Regions from separate parts of the Oryctolagus cuniculus genome. Here region 2 is linked to region 1. A link is a contact called in public Micro-C data. All regions are on one chromosome and are shown on one strand. The core of a region is the stretch at or near the end of the contact, and the rest is flanking DNA. Distances in the headings are between cores, read along the strand shown. Region 1 holds the start of SIPA1L2 (signal induced proliferation associated 1 like 2). Region 2 holds the start of MAP10 (microtubule associated protein 10).

Evidence for each region. A called contact is a pair of places that touch in the nucleus more often than the background predicts.
Region 2: a Micro-C map of ear pinna shows a contact between it and region 1, with 2.8 times the contacts expected there. The contact joins the promoter of MAP10 here to the promoter of SIPA1L2 in region 1. A contact is called at or near these places in 3 of 6 Hi-C or Micro-C datasets (ear pinna, skin fibroblasts and an unstated tissue).

Annotation. Positions count from the first base shown.
Region 1 is chr13:52,073,467-52,077,610 of mOryCun1.1, forward strand. SIPA1L2 (signal induced proliferation associated 1 like 2) reads right to left here and starts at 1,295. Exons shown (of 23, transcript XM_070055527.1): 1 at 1,266-1,295.
Region 2 is chr13:52,254,572-52,258,888 of mOryCun1.1, forward strand. It overlaps MAP10 (microtubule associated protein 10), which reads left to right and starts at 2,965. Exons shown (of 1, transcript XM_008268256.4): 1 at 2,965-4,317. The coding sequence starts at 3,872. All of the region lies in intron 4 of LOC103350933 (a long non-coding RNA gene), which reads right to left.

The sequences.
Region 1 (4,144 bases), core at 45-2,544:
ACCTCGGGAACGCCGTCCTCCGAGACCTGCTACAGCCCGCGCGCGTCTGGCGGCGCGTACCGGGGCAGCTGCCTTGCCGCCCGCCGCTGCCCCGGGCTGCCCATCGGCCCGGACTCTGCCCGCGCCGGACTCCGGCGGAGGCGGCCCGGACCCGCCGGCTGCCGCTGGAGCTCTCGGCCTGTGAACAGGCAGGCGGCCGGCGGGGGCGCGGCGCTCCTCCTCCGTCTTCCTCCTCCTCCCGTTCCGCCGACTCCTCCCGGGCTCCCCGTCTGCCGCGCCGGCTCCCGACGCCGCCGCCCGCCTGCCGGGCGGCACCGCCCCTCGCCCGCTCTGCGGCCTCCCATTGGCCGCAGCCTGCAGGCCCCCTCGGCCCCGCCCTGCGATTGGGCGCGGGCGCCGTCTGTCCCACCGCCCGCGGGGCTCGGGGCGCAGCCGGTGCGCTGTTCCCAGGCCCCGCGGCGCGCGGGAGCGGCGCGTCCGGGAGGGGCATCGAGTCCCTTCCCCGGGGAGTGGGCTGTGGGGGCCGCTGTGAACCTGGAACCCTGACTCCGGGCGACCCGTCACTGCTGCCGACCGGACTCTCTTTCGCTCCTCTGGAGAAGTTAAAAACCCCAAATCCGGCTCCGATCCGTCCCCTTGCTGCAGATGCGACCCCGCCCGGCCCTCTGCTCACCGGAGACAGGACGGACTCGCTGGCCCGGCGCTCCGGTCCCTGCGACTCGGGAGCCTCAGCGCCCCCGGCCGGGACAACACGCACAGCCGTGGGCACGGAGCGGCACCTGCCACGGCCTCGCAACCGGCCAAACGGTTCGACTCACTTTGTTCAGAAGAGCCCCGGCGGAGCGCGCCTTCGTGTGCGGGCCCCAGGGGTGCGGGAGGGTGCACGTAGAAACGCTTTAGGAAATGGAAAAGGGATTATGGTGGAGGAGAGGCCTTTCCGAAACGGGAGGCACGCAGGGAGAGGCTGGGAGTCCCCGCGTCCCCCGGCCCAGCCCAGGACGTCTCTCCCCGCCCGCCAGCGGTGCTCAGCCAGGAGAGAAATGTTCTTAGATCCTTATCTCAACAACGAGGAAATGAACTTTTTAGACCCATAGTGTCTGCTTTCCGAGGTAATGTTGATCACCCGGGAGAAAGCATTACTTGACGCTATCGATTTACACAGCTTGCCACTTGACTTGGACCCTGAAAGATGAGGAATCGCAGAAGAATGCCTTATGCTAGACTGGAGTTGACTCTGCCTGAGAGGTATGGTGGGAGTCACCTACCAGCAGGAGGCTTAGGTGGCCCGCGACTTCCCTTCCAGCCACTCCGCAGGGTTTCCGGAGCAGGCTGTATTCCCTGAGACTGAACCGGAGATGTCAGTTCCTCAGAGGCAGAATTCTTCCTGAAGAGATAAGGTTATCTCCACTTCCCTATCAGAAACACTTCCTAGAACACAACCCCCTTAAAAGTTACAGGCTGTCCCTCCCATGCTTTATCTTTGAGATCTAAAGCATACATACACGGTGTACAGTCTTTTATATCTTTTTCAAATAAGCATGACACCTGGGAATGGGTACAATGAAAACTGTCAAATAGCACCTCTATGACTACAAAATTTCTGGCTTCCCCAGGTTTTGATGGGCTTCCCAACTCTCACCCTATGATCATCTTTTATCAGATTGTTATGGATTCGTTCAGCCAACATTTATGGAGACCCTGTGAGCTTATAAAAATGCATGGGACACAGGCTCTGCTTTTCAGCAGTTCATCTCACACTCTCCTGACATTGCAGATGCTTTTGGAGAAGGAAGAACAAAAATCCCACAAAAGTAGTCATAAAGAGACTTTTCCTGGGTGTGTGTGGGGGTGCCTGGGGAGGAGCCTTCCCTTCATACATCAGGTGACGGTACTCCTTACACCCCACAGTGTTGCACATGCCTGTCCCATTATTCTGTAAGGGCCATGAGGAGAAGAACTGTGTCTGCCCTCCAACGTGTTGCTGTAGCACAAAGCCAATCCTGAACCATTGCGATAGGTCTTGCTGCATTGTCTAATAGAGGAGAGAAACATAGCCCTTTCATGTCCCTATGTGACCATTGTACATGAAGTCTGACCAGACATTCTCAGTGACAATGCTGGCCACAGTTCTCTTCCTCTGTCACTTTCCAGCCCTCTTTTTCTGTTTTGCAAACTAAAATTAAATATCTAAGCCCTTAGCTCCACTACCAAAGTTGGCAGCAATTTTTTACAATGTAGGTAATTGTGCAAACCGTTGTGTGCCTTTGTGAAAGTCCTTAAAGAGTTTCTGACAAGGCCGGTGCTGTAGTGCAGCGGGTTAGAACCCCAGCCTGAGTGCTGGCATCCCATATGGGCACCAGTTTGAGTCCTGTCTGCTCCACTTCTGATCCAGCCCCCTGCTAATGCACCTGGGAAAGCAGCAGAGGATGGCCCATGTCCTTGGGCCCTGAACCCACATGGGAGACCCAGAAGAAGCTCCTGGCTCCTGGCTTCGAATCAGCTCAGCTCTTGCCATTGCGGCTATTTAGGGACTGAACCAACAGATGGAAGACCTCTCTCTCTCTGTCTCTATCTCTCTGTAACTCTTTCAAACAAATAATAATAAATCGTAAAGAGAGAGAGAGAGAGAGAGAGAGAGACTATCCCAGAACTCAGAGCTGCAAGCAACCCTCCCGGATCAGAACGTGCCTGCCCTCAGCAAGCAGGCACTGCGCCCTTTTCTCTTGCCTGAACAGCGCCTTTCAGAACAATGGTGATGCAAACAAGGGCCTCAGCATATCCTTCTGAAGAATTCTTGTTCTAAAGCTATAAATTTTGCTGGTTTAAAAAAAAATTGACTATGAGGTATGAAATTATATTTGCCTGAGAGCTAGAGAGAACGATCATATGTTTTTATCTTCTCACTTTCACCTTTCCCCAAGCTAAGATTTCCTCTCGCTTTCTCCCCAAGCCTCATTTGCTATCCCTCAAAAGTCTTCTGTGGTGGATTTCAGCAGGCTCTAGAGGGTTCTAAAGAAACAAACTCAAGGAATTAATTCTCTTTGCAATTCTGATTCAGCACATCAACTCCTGAAATAATTCCAACATCAGTCTACCTATTTTTCTCTAAGAAAAATAAAAGGCATTGAGTTCAAAGACATACCAGCTGTCTTCTCAGTTCCAAGGTTTTGAGCTTGTTGGCTGACCTTGCCTGGGACTTGTATCTATTTACTTTTGAAATGAGCAAAATAGAGGTTTTATTTTCTTGATGCACTACAGCAAGAGTCTGCTTACAGATGACTGTAATAAACCTGAATGGCTAAGTCAAAGAAGGGTTTCTATTCCCACCTTTATCTCTCCCTTCCCTTTTCTGCTGCCAACCCTCTTCCTAACTATTTCTTTTATGTTAAATGAACGTCCATCATTTGCAACGAATAGGTATTGATTGTATACTATGTGCAGGGGATTACGTATAGACTCAAAGGACTCAAGGACTGTTTGCCAGAGGGTGAATTTCATGACATGGGGCAGCACTCAAGAGTGGGTGCTCAGGAGCATCAGTGAGTGGTGCCCACAGGGAGGACAGGAGAGCCAGCAGTCTGCAGGCAAAGCTGGTGCCAATTGCCTCGTTTCTCAAACCGGCAGGCAGGGAGGAGAAAACAGAGCAATACCCCTGGCGAGAGCAAGCACAGTGGGCAAAGACACAGAAACCAACTGAGCAAGGTGAAAGGTCACTACAAAACACACCAAACACCGGAGTAAGGGAGAAGGTTTATGGTCCGGTGGGGGAAACCCGACAGGCTGCCTCCCTGTGCAGGAGAAAACAGCCTGTACTAGAACAGGTCTTACATAGCTTTGCACAGGTAAGGAAGTCGGAGCTGACATTTAGGGTGGGGGTGGGGGTGGAGCTGACACTTGTGATTGGGCCATTTGGTCACCTGACTTCTAGTAAGTCCAGAGGGACTTAGGAAGCCAGTACCATTTTACTAACACAAGGCACGTTGGGGAAACAGCCATGCCCTTTGGCCACACATGGGCTTAGTCACTTAAATAACAAATCTTCATATGGCACTTTGGCCATGCCAGTCCTATTTCTCCTTAGAAGGGACGTCCCCACATACAGATGAGCATATGGACACTGCTTCACTTTCTTTCAAAATGGAAA
Region 2 (4,317 bases), core at 1,715-4,214, 180 kb after region 1:
CTTCCCCTTTAATCACTAGTAGTTCTTCTTCTGTTTATGGTCCCCAGCCTCTGCCTCCCCTCTCACTCTCCAGTCTTTCCTTGTCCTGTTTCCCAAGTGAATGGATTCCCAATATCACATACTAGAAGTTTCAAAATAAAAACTGAAAATGCAATGTAGAGCTTTGATCCACTTTAAAGAATGTTTTTAGATTATTTGCACTTACAACAACTATTTCATATTCATAATCTTAGAAGTGGTAATCATGATTCTGATCATAATTTTGCCTTTGATTTAATGACAACATGTGGAAGAACTATGATTCTCCCTCTCCAGAAAGTTAGAAATAGTAGGAGGGGCCAGCACTGTGGCATAGTGGGATAAGCCTCCACCTGCCACACTAGGTGCTGGTTCTGGTCCCCGCGACTCCTTTTCTGATCCAGCTCTCTACTGTGGCCTGGGAAAGCAGTAGAAGATGGCCCAAGTGCTTGGGCCCCCTGCACCCTCATGGAAGAAACTCCTGGCTTCTGTCTTTGGATTGGCCCAGCTCCAGCCTTTGTGGCCATTTGGGGAGTCAATCAGCGAATGAAAGACCTTTCTCTCTGTCTCTCCCTCTCTCTGTCTGTAGCTCTGCCTCTCAAATAAAAATAAAATAAAATATTTTAAACAACAAGAACAACAACAAAGAAACAGTAGGAGATGAAAAGACAGGAAATAAGGAGAAAGAGTTGGATTCAAACAATTCAGACACTGATGTTTATCCTGAGATTAAAGTCAAATCAGCATTACCAATGACTGAATATGTGAAGACAGATTAAAGTTCTGATTGTTTACAGCACGTTGCAGAGGTCCATTTGTTATATGGTAAGCAGAGAGGGGGGGGCATTTGACTTAGATTTTAGGAGTTTCTAATTAAGTCTTGGGACAGGGCACCTTTCTGTCAAGACATTTTCATCTCAAGTCCTGAACGAATGACTTTAGACATCTACATCTCCTGACTGAAATTTTCTTGCTCTAGGAATGTGTTATGTATCCAGAATGCTGCATGCAAGCCTTTGAGGACAATGGAAGAGAACCTAAACACAAGAAGGCTGTAACACAACCCTCAACTTCCTAGTCTGTGCGTGCCCTACATCAGACTGCCTGGGTTTGATTCCAGCCACCTGTCAATGCATACCCTGGGAGGCATCAGTGATGGTTCAAGTAATTTGGTTCCTGTCACTTCCATGGAAGAACTGGATTGTGTTCCTGATTCCTGCTCCAGCCTGGCCCAGCCCTAGCTGGTGTTAGTTAGCATTTGGGGAGTGAAACAGCAATGAAAGATCTCTCTCTCTCTCTCCCCCTCCCTCCTTCTCTGTAATTTTGCTTTTCAAATAAATAAACAAACTTTAAAATAAATAAAATAAAAAGAAACTTGACATAAGAGGGTACTTCAAAAACTTCATAGAAAATGGAATTTAAAAATAAGCTTATTTTGGTCAAAAACATTTTGAAATCCATGCCTAATTTTTTTCATTACATGTATTTTTCACAAACTTTTTAATGACTCTTCATAATATAAAAGCAATGTCCTTATGGAAGAGGGTCACTGGTTTCTCTGTTCACATAGGAGTATAGGAGATATACAAGTGCTTCTTGTCCCCATTATTAACCTTACTCAAAAGTCTTACTTCAGAACACCTTCAAGGAATTTCATGTGTTTTTCTGGCATAGAAGGACTTAATACCTCATTGCTTTCACTTATTAATTTGCCATTGAGTAAGTCACTTTATTATGTGCCTTTGCAAGTAGTAAGATTCTTAAGGACAAGAGCAGTATCTCTATTTACATAATGCAATAAAACCCCCCTCTCACATCTTCACACTATAGTACCAAGTCCCTCCAATTCTGAACTCTGGAGCTTCATTAATGTTATTCAGAGAATCAAGCAATATAATTTAACTCCAAATTATAAAGCTGGATAAAATTGAAATATCCATGTAATGTCCAGCAGGTACAAGGGTATTTTCCCTCATCAAGTTTCAGCCTCCTCAATAATTTCTCCTTCAATAGCATGAATTTTTCATGCACACCTTCTCTTCTAGTCACAAAATTCTAAAATCCCTCCATCAGAAAATCCCTCTTCCATCCGTCATCTCCCCCTTAATTCCACCAACCTGAGCAATGTTCATGCTATACCTGTCTCACTTAGCCCATTGCAATACTTTTCTGATGGCTCTGAATCCAAATTATTAGTAATATCCGTCCTGTGTTCCTCCTCCTGCTACATTTCCAAACATTCATATGAATTTAACTTACTCATTCAAAACATTGTATGCAGAATAAAGTCCAAACTCCTTACTAAGACATTCAAGATTCTCTGCATATTGGCCTTGTTTTTCTAGTTGGCTAGCTCACTGGAATTAGTAGTATATTTCTTTTTAAAAAAGACCTGGGATAGGCCGGCGCCGCGGCTCACTAGGCTAATCCTCCGCCTAGCGGCGCCGGCACACCGGGTTCTAGTCCCGGTCGGGGCGCCGGATTCTGTCCCGGTTGCCCCTCTTCCAGGCCAGCCCTCTGCTGTGGCCAGGGAGTGCAGTGGAGGATGGCCCAGGTGCTTGGGCCCTGCACCCCATGGGAGACCAGGAAAAGCACCTGGCTCCTGGCTCCTGCCATCGGATCAGCGCGGTGCGCCGGCCGCAGCGCGCCGACCGCGGCGGCCATTGGAGGGTGAACCAACGGCAAAAGGAAGACCTTTCTCTCTGTCTCTCTCTCTCACTGTCCACTCTGCCTGTCAAAAAAAAAAATAAAATAAAAAAAAAATAAAAAAAAAATAAAAAATAAAAAAGACCTGGGATATTGCAATAAGCTGTATTTCTATATTATGTGTGTGTGCCCAAATGTGCACACATGTGTGCATGTATAATAGGATCTATAACATTACTTTCATAGGGGATTGTTCAGCTGGAAATATTCTCAAAGAAAAAACAGAGTCAGATAGTAGAGGTAAAAACATTTTAATCAGGAATTATTGCAATAGGAGACCTCAGTATAGAGTTGGGCTCAATTCTGGGTACAAAACACAGAGATTTATAGCCAAACAGAAGACAGAGGTGGCCGAGTGGAAAATTACCAAAAGGAAACATAGAGGATGGAAAAAGATTTTGGTAAAACAGATCTAAAAGGATTCTTCCTGAAGGCAGGCTAGGGCAGTCAGATACCTAGGGTAGGGGGAGGCAGAATTTGATTAGGTATCAAGAATAGTCAGATATGAAGGGTTATAGGTTCTCTATAAATCATTTTACAACTGGATAGCTGGCGCCACAAGGTCAGATGCCAAAGTCAAAGATTAGCTGAGAAGGCTTAGAATAATCTGAGCAAAGAAGGGAGGAAGAGAGTCATTGTCAACGTGTTCACACATACAGACAGAGGCTCCCAAGGCCACCGGAGCAGTGTCCCTATCTTTTAGGCAAAACGGCAGCCACAAAGGTTGACTGTGGACAATTCGGAGGTTTCCTGTAGCCTGGGAACTGGAAGACAGTACTAATTTACTTTGAATATCTGATCTGATCCCTTAATTTATGGGAGCTACAATGATTAAAAACACGACAGAGGGGGAGGGAGAGGGCGAAAGAGCGAGCGACCCTGTGTTTTACCACTCACAGCCTCAGTCTTATTATCAGACAACTGTCTTAATATAAGCCTTTTAGGAGAAAAGTGCTTACACCGAGTATCGGTGCAATCGGATCAAATACACAGAGCAGCTTAAATTCCCAGGACGGCTGCAGCAAGGGACAGCCCCTCAAGTCTCGCGAGATAGCCTGCCAGGCGCCCGCTTTTCCCTCACTCTCGCGAGAGTCTTGGTCTTCAGCTTTCAGCGGAGACCGCAGCGGCGTCTCCTGGGGCAACAGCCATGGCGGCCGCGCTGTCCGAGCACCTTTTCTCGCTGGAGCTGTTGGTAGACTGCGTGCGTCTCCGAGCCGGGCTGCAGTCGCCGATCTCGGGTGCAGGGGAGGAGGAGGAGGAGCAGGAGGGGGCCTCGCAGACGCGCGACCTGTGCCCCGCCGTGGCCTTCCGCCTGCTGGACTTCCCCACGCTGCTGGTTTACCCTCCAGGAGGCCCCGCCGCGCCTGCCCCGGAACCCCGGCACGGCGTGATCAGCTTCGGTCGCGGCAAGTCCTGTCTCTTCCGCTTCCACCCTGCCTCTCTGCACCGCCTCCTCCTTCGGACTCCCCTTTACACCTTGCTGCTGCAGCTGCCTCCCGGCCGCCCGACGCCCACCCCACAGCTCCTGGGGTCCTGCAACGTCTCGCTGGCGTCCGCGGCCCACGAGGTCGTAGGGCCGGCAGCCTCCGGGTG